Linked DNA regions of Mus musculus: regions 1, 2 and 3 are each linked to region 4. The links are chromatin contacts, called in public Micro-C and promoter capture Hi-C maps. All regions are on one chromosome and are shown on one strand. Each heading gives the region's core, a stretch centred on a gene start, on an enhancer-like site or on the middle of the called end of the contact. The rest is flanking DNA. Distances are from core to core; before and after follow the strand shown. Region 1 holds the start of Ccdc93 (coiled-coil domain containing 93). Region 2 holds the start of Htr5b (5-hydroxytryptamine (serotonin) receptor 5B). Region 3 holds the start of Tmem37 (transmembrane protein 37). Region 4 holds the start of En1 (engrailed 1).

Region 1 (2,700 bases), core at 119-2,618, 830 kb before region 4:
AGAGATTTTTACATGGCAAAGAAAATCTGAACTATTACAACCCAGACCCCATGAAACTTTACCTAACCCAGGGCCACACATACCCACCCTTCATCACCTGGACACAGAACACTTCGACTCTGTAATGAGTAGGATGAAGATGTAACAGAAGGATTTGTGAGGGGCACGGGGAAGCAAGATCGGCGCAGCTGAATAAGAACGGGCACTAGGCACAGTGTCAAATAGGCACACCACACCTCTGCCAAAGCCTGCCTTCCAGCCTTAGAAAGAGATCCAGGTGCCTTAGAGGTGTTCCCTAATTCTCTCTGGAAACTGGGACTCTTCTCTAAGCTCAGAGCTTTGAGTAAAGCAACTAGGAGGACAACTGGAAATCCCACAGCCAAGCTCTAACGGTAGCCCACCGTTAGAGAGTGGTTGCACTTTTCTTCCCAGCCTACGTGGTAGTCCTGTTCATAGGATCGAATGAGTACTGGCTGAGTACTCGACTAAACCATTTCTGAAAAGGTCCTCCCTCCTTAGAACACGCAGCATGTTCCTGTCCCGACACAGGCACCACAGGAGAGAGTGTCCTCAACTCTGTCATCACCCTGATGTGCGCAGAGCTTCCAAACTTCCTTCACCCTCCCCGGCCCGTGGGACGGGGGGAGGGGCAGGAGGCTACAAGCCGGGTAGGTAGCGTGCCTTCCTGACAAAAGGGAATGAAAGGCTGGCCACATGGGTCCCGCAGAAGGTGTGTGTCCCAAGGTCACCGCCCCCTGCACACCGGGAGCAGGACAGTCCCACCGCTCATCTCGTGACTGCTGAGACTCCTAAGCGCAGCAGCCTTGGCCCGGGGGAAGCCAGTCTCGCAATGTGAGGGGCCTCCAGACAACCCGAGATAGGAATTCCCGGGGACCTCGTGATGTGTGAGGTTGCATCTGGGCCGGGATCTGGATGTTTCCTCTGTCCCCAGAGGACCCAGGAACCCTTAAGTTTGCACCCAGCGACACGATGCACCCTGGCACGCCGGGGGACCAGTCAGCTGCCCCTCCAGGGTACCTAGGGCCCGCCTTGGGACAGACACACCTGAGCAACCATAGACAGTGTCCCCGCCACCCCAGGCTGGTCCCTGCCCGCCGCCCTGGGCTCGGCCCTCTCTCCCCAGCAACCCCAGGGTGTCAGGGACAGAGGTCCTCACCTCCGGGAGTCCCTGGCCCTCTGGCCCCTTGGGTAACCCCATGATCCAGATGCGCTGATGTGGAGCCGGAGAGAGCGGGCCCTACAACCGAACTGTGATCCGGGTGGGGTGCAAAGCGGAAACTTCCTTCACAGGAGCTGACACTACCACAGCAGGTCGGAGAACCGTGGCCCCGCGGAGCATGCGCACTAGTGCTGAAGCGAGGAACCACTGCGCCTGCGCAAGGACAGCCAGCACTGCTGGGCGGGGCTGGATCCCGAGTAACCGATCCTCCCCTCAGAGGAGGTGCTGAACTCAAGATTCCTCCTAAGGTACTTTTTCTTTCTTTTAAAAATGTTTCTCTTTCTTTTTCTTTTTTCTTTTCCTACTTTTTCCTTTCTTTCCTAAGTTTTCTTAAAATGCTTTCTTATTGTTCCTCTTTTTTTCTTTTTTTTTTGTTCCTTGAGACAGTGTCTTAGCCAGCCTGGCTTAGCACTTCCTAAGGATGACTTTGTTCCCCTATAGTTTATAGGAATGCGCCACCATGATCAGTTCCTTTTTTTTTTTTTTTTTTTTTTTTTCGTTTACAAAGTAGCACGTTTCCTTATGGCATTTTCATATATCCTTAGTTTTACTTGAACACCCACCCTCTTTTCTCTACCATCTCCTTGCCGGTCCCTTCCCTTCTTAAATCCTTCTACCTCTAGTATTTCTCCCTTCAACTGTTATATCACCAGAGTTCTTTTAACTATTCCCACTTTCTAGTTTCTTGGCCTTCACGGAGCTTCTTAAAAGCTATTTCCCTGTGTCGTGAGGATCTCTTGCCTTCTGGCTCCCTTTCCTTTCCCTGGGTATCAGATTCTGAGTTTGGTTCTTTCCAAGCCTGGCTTGGACAGCTCCCAGCTCCTGAGTCAGTCCCAGCTAAGACCCAGTTCCAGCCATGTTTAACACACTCTTGTGCCAGCTATTAACATGTGGACCTGGGGACAGAGAACTCAAAAAGAGATCATTACATTTGTTCCTTCCTAGTCTCTGCATTTTATTTCCAGGAAAATTTTGTTTTGGAAAATAATCCTCACCCATCTCATCCTGACACCCTGCATCTTTCTGGGGACATGTTTTGTAAAATGCAGAGTCCGGTGATCACATACGATTAGCTGCTGTACCACTTATGCAATGTGCCCCTTGTCTGTCCCAGAGGATGGCAGCTATACAAAAGGGTTGTCTTTTTCCTGCCAGCCCAGCACCTGCTGCAGAACAGCTTACCAGCCTATTTTCATTTTGTAAGAGATGGAGGCAGAAGTGACATGAAGTCTTCTGCTGTAGGAGAGATCTTTACTGAAGGACGGGTGGAAAACTGGAAAAACATATGCTTCTTGCCATTAAAGAGGTTTTGTGTTTGCTTCCTTTCTTCCTCTTAATATCTCTGATAACTTTTGATTGTTTTTTCTTAGATTTATTATTTTATTTTAGGTGTATGACTGTTGTGCCTGTATGTATGCCTACATACCATGTGCATGCCTCTGGCTCAAAGAAATTCGAGG
Region 2 (2,796 bases), core at 179-2,678, 930 kb before region 4:
AGCATACGAGACTGATATGCTAGGTGAACCCTCAACCGTCTGACCTTTGTTCCAACCTTAAGGATGCTATCTCAAGTTTCTGTTTGACTCCCACCAACAGCCACAGCTTTAGAGTAATCACATTATGCTCTTAAAATAGCCAATTATTTTTACTTAAGACTTTTTCATACAATATACTTTGATATACTTTTTATTATTTGTTTGTTTGTTTGTTTGCTTGCTTCTGAGGCAGGGTTTTTCTGTGGTCCCAGCTGTCTTGGAGCTGACTGTGTAGGTCAGGCTGGCTTCAAAACTGCCTCTGCTTCCTGAGTGCTGGGATTAAAGAAAGGTGTATGCTACCACATCCAACTTGATATGCTTTTTTAAAGTATGAGACTGGGGCCTGCAAGATGGTTCACTGGGTCAAAACAGTTGGCACCAAGCCTGAAGATCTGAATTCCCTAGCTCTGAGTTCCATCCCTGGAATCCACACGGTGGACAGGAACAACTGACTTCCTTTAGTTTTTCTCTGACCTCCTCATGATCTCTCTCTCTCTCTCTCTCTCTCTCTCTCTCTCACACACACACACACACACGCACACGCACACGCACACGCACACACACACGTAAAAGTAATTTAAAGAATGAGATTGAAAATGGAATGGGGATGTTGGAGGAGGGTGAAGAGAATTTCACGTAAGTGCCGTTTTCCTTTACCCAAGGGTAAATGAGAGTAGCTGCGGGGTGGGGTGCCTGCCTATCCTGGACAAGACCCCTGCCTTCATCCCCAGCACCACAAGAAACAAAGTTGCAACAATAAAACCTCAGGTTTAAACTGGAAGAGGATAGTAGACTATTAGAAACCAAAAGGAGGTGGAGCACCTGAAGTTAGACATGGCAAGCAGGTTGGAAACTGTCCCTCTTCTAGATCTCTGTCCAACAGCTTCAGCCTGGAGTTGTTAGCATAAAACTAAGGGATAAACTGCAAGGTCCAAGAAACCCTCCCTATGAGTTGGGCACCAAGCAGCTGGGATGGAGCACAGAGCACTGAGCACCTAGCACCTAACAGCTGGGGAGCAGAACTTTCTGTTTCATGCACTCCAATATTTGGGACTCTTACTCTGGATACAGGTAGAATCAGGGCTCCAGGAAACCACAATGCCTTTGGCTGGTAGCCCAACAATGTCTCAGTGTCTAACAGAACCAACAAGTCCACTTGAGGGATCTGCGGAGGTGGTAGCTATGGAATTCCAACAGGATGTTAACAACTTTTCCCTGAGGCGACCGCTGCTAGCTTTCTCTCCGCCCCTCGGAGGTGGGAGACCGCTAGTACTGCGCTACAGCTACAGCTCCTATTGGTGGAGGCTCCAAAACTCCTCCGCCCATTTCAGCCCACACGAGGAGCCCTTTGGTTCCAGCAACCATTCAGGGAAGGTCTCTATTGAGCCCAGGCACCAGTCCCCAATCCTCTGCAGTCGGTTTGATGCGCTGGGCAAAGCTGGACTAAGGAGTCTCATCTGGAAAAGAGGGTCCACGAAAAAGGCCAAAAGAAGCGCCAAAAGGAGGCTGCAGTTTGGAAAAGGGACAAGGGTGGCGCGGTTTGGACATCTTTTTGCGTTGCTGGGCGCGCGGAGTGCCTCTCTTGCTTCTCTTGCTTCGCCACCTATCCACAGTTCATGCAACCACGGGCACATCTCCTGCCCCAGAGCCCAAGTCCCTGAATAATGGAAGTTTCTAACCTCTCAGGCGCCACTCCCGGCCTTGCCTTTCCTCCGGGACCCGAGAGCTGCAGTGACAGCCCAAGTTCCGGCAGGAGCATGGGATCCACCCCAGGTGGGCTCATCTTGCCTGGCCGCGAGCCGCCCTTCTCTGCTTTCACCGTGCTTGTGGTGACTCTACTGGTGTTGCTGATCGTTGCCACTTTCTTATGGAATCTGCTAGTTCTGGTGACTATCCTGCGTGTCCGCGCCTTCCACCGCGTGCCACATAACTTGGTGGCCTCGACAGCCGTCTCGGATGTCCTGGTGGCGGCTCTGGTGATGCCTCTGAGCCTGGTGAGCGAGTTGTCCGTTGGGCGACGTTGGCAGCTAGGCAGGAGTCTGTGCCACGTGTGGATCTCCTTCGACGTGTTGTGCTGCACCGCCAGCATCTGGAACGTGGCGGCCATCGCCCTGGATCGCTACTGGACTATCACGCGCCACCTGCAGTACACGCTGCGCACCCGGAGCCGTGCTTCTGCGCTCATGATCGCGATCACCTGGGCACTGTCCGCGCTCATTGCTCTCGCCCCGCTGCTTTTTGGCTGGGGCGAAGCCTATGATGCTCGGCTGCAGCGTTGCCAGGTGAGCCAGGAGCCCTCCTATGCTGTCTTCTCCACCTGCGGAGCCTTCTACCTGCCTCTGGCGGTGGTGCTCTTCGTCTACTGGAAAATATACAAAGCCGCCAAATTTCGATTCGGCCGCAGACGGCGGGCGGTGGTACCGCTTCCTGCCACCACGCAGGTAACAGGGACTCTTTGTGGATTTCTCGGTGTGGATGTGGGGGTGGGGGTAGTGCGGAGGAAGGGTCCTGGAAAGAAATAAAAATAGAAAATGGAAGAGTAGAACGGAGTTTGGACTTTGGTGTGTAAGAGAGGAGAGGAAATGTCGCATCTGGAGCGCGGGAGAAGGCCATCTGCTCTTGAGCTCGTGGGGTGGCTTAGCGCTTGTATTTCTAGAGAACCACCTGCGGGATATGCACCTGTGAAAATTATTTTCTAAACTTGTACATGAGAACTAGCTCTGGAGCCTCCAAACCTCGTGTGTGTGTGTGTGTGTG
Region 3 (2,760 bases), core at 150-2,649, 530 kb after region 4:
GAGAGGAGGCCGGTGGATGGAGAAAAGCCAAGTGGCTGGATGGACCTGGCCGACTGCCCTTAGTCTTAGCTCAGGCTCTAACCCAGAGCTAGCAGTACCTAACGCCACTCACGGCAGGTCTCAGCCTGGTCCCACTGGTCAGAAGTTCCAGGGAGGGGCCCAGCAATGTGTGTTTGCAGCAGCCAGCATCTCAGCTAGCCTTCACTCAGAGTGGGAAAGCAAGAGGAGGCAGGGACATGTGTCCACACCCTATCTGTCTGCCCCAGGACTGGCTCTGGGGCTGAGCAAAGCTTTCTGTGGAATCAGATGAACTGGGAAGCAGAGAATGCATGTGAGGCCGCATCTTCCTGGTTTCCCTCATGGCTCCTTCCAGAGGATATAAGTGTATTCTTTTCAATGTCCATAGGTAAACAAGAGAGCAATCTGCTGGCCAGAACAAGATAGATGATTTATTCCATCTAATCTAGTCCTTAGTCAGCATCTTACTTTATTTTATTTTATGTAGGACCCCACCCACCTTCTTCCCCAGGCTGGAGGAAGGAAGTAGGAAATGCTAGCTGAAACCCTCGCCCTCAGACCACACCTTCCACCCTTTGGGGGTGGGAGTATTTTAGCATACCCATCTATACCCCCTCCCACTCTCCTTTACTTATGCGGCTGGGAAAAGAATCTAGGGCCTCCTGCTTGCTGCACTAAGCTCTTAGTCACCCCTCCACGCCTCCTCCCTCCTGTCCTTTCTCTTCCTCCCCCTCCTCTTCCTTCCCAACCCTCTCCTCCATTCTCTCCGTGATTACAGAGTCTGACCCTGTATCCCAGGCTGCTCAAATAACCCAGACTGGCCTTTAACTCAAGGCAATCCCTCTGCATCAGCCCTTCAAATGCTGGATTTACAGGAATCTGCCACCACATTTGACCTAGTGTTTGCTGATAGTTCCCGAGGGGACTAGGAGTCAAGGACGCCGTCACATCCTCCTTAACGAGTAAACTAAGACAAGTGAAGGTTCTGGTCCACTCACATGTCACAAAAGCTTTGTAACAGGCCAGCCAATCACATAGTATCTCACTTATTAACCAAGGCTCTGCGGTGTTAAACTAGCGGTCCAAGGTCACACACCCGGTGTAGAAACCAGAATCCTGGCGGGATCCTCCACTTTGCACCTAGGTGCTCCTTCCCGACTCTTGGCCCTTCAATCTTGGACTGGAACCAAATCTCCCAGTCCTCGAGGAATCTGCATCCAGGGGAAGATCGCGAGCCGGGTCACCGCTCACCCCTTCTCTGGGACCCAGGGCGCTGCTGAGTCAGCGTAACCCGAGCAGCCCAGTGACCGCGAAGCCCCCGCCCCCGGCTTGCGCCCCGCCCAGATAGAGGGCCAGCCCCGTGGCCGAGCACAAGTGCACGAGTGCGACAGCTAGGCCAGGCGACAGCGCTGCCTACCAGAGCGCAGCATGACGGCCATCGGCGCGCAGGTAACCTGAGGGACCCGCGGGGCGCAGAGCCGGGGTACAGTCTATCATGGGGGAGGACTGGGAACTCTCAGTGACTGAAACTTTGGGTTAGGGTGACAACTCCCCAAGGTGCCCAGGTCTTTCTGGGACACCCTTCCCCCGGAAGGTTCCTCTGAGAGGTCGGGGGGGGGGGGTACCTGCTACCCCAATGCAGCTCGCTCTGCACGGTCTTCTCGGCCTCTGATGAGCACCAGAGACCACCAAACTTTTTTGCAGGGTCACCAGTTAGGCTTTTCTCGGGGGTCGTTGAGAATCTTTAAAAACTGGGGGTCTAGAGTTGCGGACTGTCAGGGTAGACTTAGAAAATGCCAGGCTTGGTTTATGTAACGGACGAGGACGTTGCTCGCGAAGCCAGAACTTTCTGAGAGGGCGACTGCAAATATCATCTTCCTCCGAAGCGCGTTTGAGGAGTTAGGTGGAACTGAGGTGGGACTGGATTCGCTGGGGACCTGACACTCGAGGTAAACGGTTCCCAGGACAGGAGCGGCCGCTTCCCCTAAGATCTGGCTTCTTTTGGAGCAATGCTGAGTGTTTGTGTTGGCTGAGAATCTCTGCATTCCTGCCCGCTTCAAAAGGCGGTCGGAAGTGTCCACTACCCCGCGGGCCAGCTTCCTGCTCACCCAGGCATCCCGGTGGCTGGCTGTGCTCCAGGCTGTCCACTGTCCGGTCTTGCCCTGAGAAGTACAGAGGTCAGTTGACTCTGCCTCCAGGTGCTCAGGCCCTGATAATTTTAGGTACTGTTCCGCCCATTAATCATTATTTTTATCATTATCAGCACTGCTTGAGATAGACAGGATCTGTTCTTTGTTGCTCAGGATGCTCTTAGACTCCTGGGCTCAATTCACCCTGCTTCCTTAGCCTTCCAGTAGCTGGCATTATAAGAATAGGCCACCTCTACAGCTCTACCCATTCTACAGAGAGATAACTGAGGCTCGAAAGTAACCTGGCCACAGTGGGTAGCCAAGTGACAGGATGTACACAAATTCAGGTCTTCCCAACTCCGAACCTCACTCACACTTTTGGTAACAAGAAGAAAAGAAAAACCTTGCAAGGCCACCCTCAAACTCTTTTATCCAGAACTCAGTTGCTAGGGTGTGGTAGGGACTCTGATTCGGTGACTTGTTTTTCTTTGTTCCTGGGTATATTCCAGACCATCTCCAGGGAAGGGAAGGCACAGGAGGAATGGAGGAATGAGCCAAGGTGTGGGGGCACCCCTAAAGGAGATACTCAGAAACCAGTGTGGGTGTGGGAGGA
Region 4 (2,700 bases), core at 82-2,581:
ATGAGTAGGATCGCAGGGTTGTGTTCCGGGAACTTGGCGCCCTGCGCCCCGGGACTCCCCGCGTTGCCTCCACTACCACCGCCACTGTCCGAGGGCTTCGAGGCTGCTGCCGCCGCTGCCGCCACTGCCGCTGCAGCCGCTGCTGCGGCCGCGGCCGCCGCAGCAGCCGGGTTCCCGGCTTTGGATGCGCCGGCGCTGACAGCGGTGGCGGGCTGGGAGCCGTCGGGTGGGCCACAGTTCGCATCTGGAGCACACAAGAGCGAGGCAGCCCCCGAAGCTCGTGTGCCCAGAGAGTGAACGGGGTCTCTACCTGCACCAGTCTGGCCTCGGTCACGCTCCACGCGGCTTCCTCCTCCTGCTGCTGCGCCTCCTCCGGCTGCAGCCGAAGCCACCAGGAGCTGAGGCAGGGGCTGTTCCTTTTTGCAACCGAAATCGGGCCTTAGGATGTTATCGATGAAAAAGTTGGTGGTGCGGTGCAGCTGGGCCGCGGGCTGCGGCTGGTGAGCAGGCGCCGCGAGATGCTGCGGTGGCGGCGGCGGCGGCGGCGGCGGGGGCGGGGGATGCGGGGGGAGGTGCGGGTGATGGGCCAGGGGCGGCAGACAGGGTGCCGCAGGAGGCGACGGGGGCGCTGGCTGCGGGGACACCGGCACGCTGTCTCCATCGCTGCCGCTGCTGCCGCTGGCTCCTGGGCTCAGACTCAGACTGAGGCCGCTCGGGGCCGCCGCTGCCACCGCGCCGAGGCCCGAGTCGCGCTGACTTTTAGGCTCCGGCTGCTGTTCTTCCATGCTCGGCCGCCCGGCAGCCCTGGCCGCGGCGCCGGCCCCCGCCCCCCGCGCCTCGCTCCCCACCCCACTTTGCCAGCGGGCCCGTGGGGGTGCGCGGAGAGGAAGAAGGCAAAGCGAAGCCTCAGCGAAGGCACAGGGCGGATGCAGGCGGAAAAAAGAAAGGCGAGCGTCTGGCCTGGCTCTCGCCCGCTCTGGTGGAGCAAATCTCGCTCTCTCCCTCTCTCTAATTTGTAGACATCCAGATACAGTGAAGACACTTGGCTATTATTTTCTTTTCTTTTTCTTTCTTTCTTTTTTTTCTTTCAGCAACAAGATTTCAGTGATTGGTCTTAATGGGGGGATAAGCCACGGCTCAGAAAAAAAAAAAAAGAGGGGAGAAAAAAAAAGAGAAAAAGGAATTTTTTTTAAAGCTCCGAGACTTTTTCCTTAAAGGGAAAAAAATAATCTTTAAAGTCTAGCCATCTTCCTAGGCAGTAGAGGGGTTTGACTTCCCCAGTGTCACGCTCAGCTGTGCCCAGAGAGCGAGGCTGGCAGCGCCTTTAATCGTCTTTGCTTTTTTGCAGGGAGAGCGCGTCTCCGCCAGTGCCGGGCTCCCTTTTCCCCCCTGAAATCTCTGACAGCTCGGATCTTTGCACAAACTCTCTCGCTTAAAAAAAAAAAAAATCACCCAGGCACACTTTTTGCCTTCAAACCGGAAGCACGTGAGTCAGGGCCGCACGTGTGTGAGACCAATGGCGAGCCAGAACTCGCGCTGACACTCAGGGTTCGGCCCAATGGGCGCGCGCGGGACTTTGCGGATAAATAATCCGGGGGCGGCGGCCGTGGGTGGAGAGGGGGTGCAGAGGCTCAGGCCCCGTACGTCCGGCCTGCCCTGCCCCCATTTGTGCCCACGCCCCTCCCCCCTTCAGATCCGGACTGAAGAGGGCATGAAGAGATCCGAGAAAGCTAGAATTTGGGATGTAGACAGATAAGAGAAGCAAGTCCACAACTTGTTGGAGAAATACAGGACTATGGGTTCGTGTGTGCTGGGAACAACGAGAAGCGGCAGGGATTTGGGATACCATACACCCCCCTCCCCATCCCCGGTCGCCGATTTAGTTTATATTCTTATATTCCCACGTTCTCTCTCTGTCTCCCCCCCCCCTCTCTCTCTCTCTCTCTCTCTCTCTGTGTGTGTGTGTGTGTGTGTGTGTGTGTGTGTGTGTGTGTGTGTGTGTGTGAAAAACCAAGAGATCGGGCATGAGCGAAAGACTTAGGGCTAGCTACCTTCAGAGGTGTCGTTTGTTTCCCACTAATGGCAAACCCAAGAGGCCTGCTACACCTTGCTGGCACTGTTGGTTTGTGTCAGTGGCTAGCCACACTGTCGCTGAGAGATTCGTAACTATGCCCTTCCCTGTCTGGATCACCAACACCCACAAGCTGTCCGGACGCTGTGGAGCCACGTCCAGAGGCCATAGAAGAGCCCTAGTGCATTCTGCCCTTTTCTTCCTTGGCTAAGGGAAATCCGGATTGCCCTAGCCCGGTAGAGTTGTCTCAGAAGAGCACCTAAGCCAGGCGACATGATGTGCCTCCTTGCAAGGCCTAGGTTTGGGTTTCAACTTCAGTGAAACCTCTGTGTTAGATTTCCCTGCAAAGTAAAAATCAGAACAATAAAACTACCGCGCTTCAAATGTTTGCCTTGGCCGGCTGAAGATTCAACAACGGGTTACCCTAATTCTAAGCTGAATTCGCTGGAATTGCTGCCCACTCCTGGGCATCTTGGGGTGGGGCCCTGAGCACTTTCGCCTCCAGTCGCTTCCACGCTGCTGTATTCTGGGCATTTCCTCTTTTCCCGAGTGAAATACCTCAAAAGTTTTTCCTCAACCCAGGTTAGAGAGTGAAGGGTGATGCTGGACGCCGGAGAGATTTCCTGGAG

What was found. Promoter capture Hi-C pulls out the DNA fragments that hold promoters and counts their contacts. A called contact is a pair of places that touch in the nucleus more often than the background predicts.
Region 1: a promoter capture Hi-C map of the HPC-7 cell line shows a contact between it and region 4. The contact joins the promoter of Ccdc93 here to the promoter of En1 in region 4. A contact is called at or near these places in 11 of 39 promoter capture datasets (the 3T3-L1 cell line, the HPC-7 cell line, cranial neural crest and 7 more), 1 of 15 datasets of contacts at CTCF or cohesin (the NIH/3T3 cell line), 14 of 484 Hi-C or Micro-C datasets (CD8 T cells, DN3 thymocytes, LSK cells and 10 more), 27 of 115 datasets of contacts at active chromatin or transcription factors (T-cell acute lymphoblastic leukemia, astrocytes, bone marrow-derived macrophages and 18 more) and 3 of 9 other capture datasets (adipose tissue, embryonic stem cells and pancreatic islet).
Region 2: a promoter capture Hi-C map of embryonic stem cells shows a contact between it and region 4, with 5 times the contacts expected there. The contact joins the promoter of Htr5b here to the promoter of En1 in region 4. A contact is called at or near these places in 18 of 39 promoter capture datasets (the 3T3-L1 cell line, 3T3-L1-derived adipocytes, the C10 cell line and 10 more), 2 of 484 Hi-C or Micro-C datasets (both in embryonic stem cells), 7 of 115 datasets of contacts at active chromatin or transcription factors (bone marrow-derived macrophages, craniofacial prominence, embryonic forebrain and 2 more) and 3 of 9 other capture datasets (adipose tissue, embryonic stem cells and liver).
Region 3: a Micro-C map of embryonic stem cells shows a contact between it and region 4, with 2.1 times the contacts expected there. The contact joins the promoter of Tmem37 here to the promoter of En1 in region 4. A contact is called at or near these places in 3 of 39 promoter capture datasets (embryonic stem cells, pre-B cells and stem cell-derived epiblast-like cells) and 2 of 484 Hi-C or Micro-C datasets (both in embryonic stem cells).

Annotation. Positions count from the first base shown.
Region 1 is chr1:121,429,735-121,432,434 of GRCm38.p6, reverse strand. It overlaps Ccdc93 (coiled-coil domain containing 93), which reads right to left and starts at 1,368. Exons shown (of 24, transcript NM_001025156.2): 1 at 1,178-1,368. The coding sequence starts at 1,219. It overlaps Gm35243 (a long non-coding RNA gene), which reads left to right and starts at 1,367. Exons shown (of 2, transcript XR_387343.4): 1 at 1,367-1,488; 2 at 2,206-2,700.
Region 2 is chr1:121,527,097-121,529,892 of GRCm38.p6, reverse strand. It overlaps Htr5b (5-hydroxytryptamine (serotonin) receptor 5B), which reads left to right and starts at 1,428. Exons shown (of 2, transcript NM_010483.3): 1 at 1,428-2,480. The coding sequence starts at 1,704.
Region 3 is chr1:120,072,419-120,075,178 of GRCm38.p6, reverse strand. It overlaps Tmem37 (transmembrane protein 37), which reads left to right and starts at 1,399. Exons shown (of 2, transcript NM_019432.2): 1 at 1,399-1,467. The coding sequence starts at 1,447.
Region 4 is chr1:120,601,118-120,603,817 of GRCm38.p6, reverse strand. It overlaps En1 (engrailed 1), which reads right to left and starts at 1,331. Exons shown (of 2, transcript NM_010133.2): 1 at 1-1,331. The coding sequence starts at 785.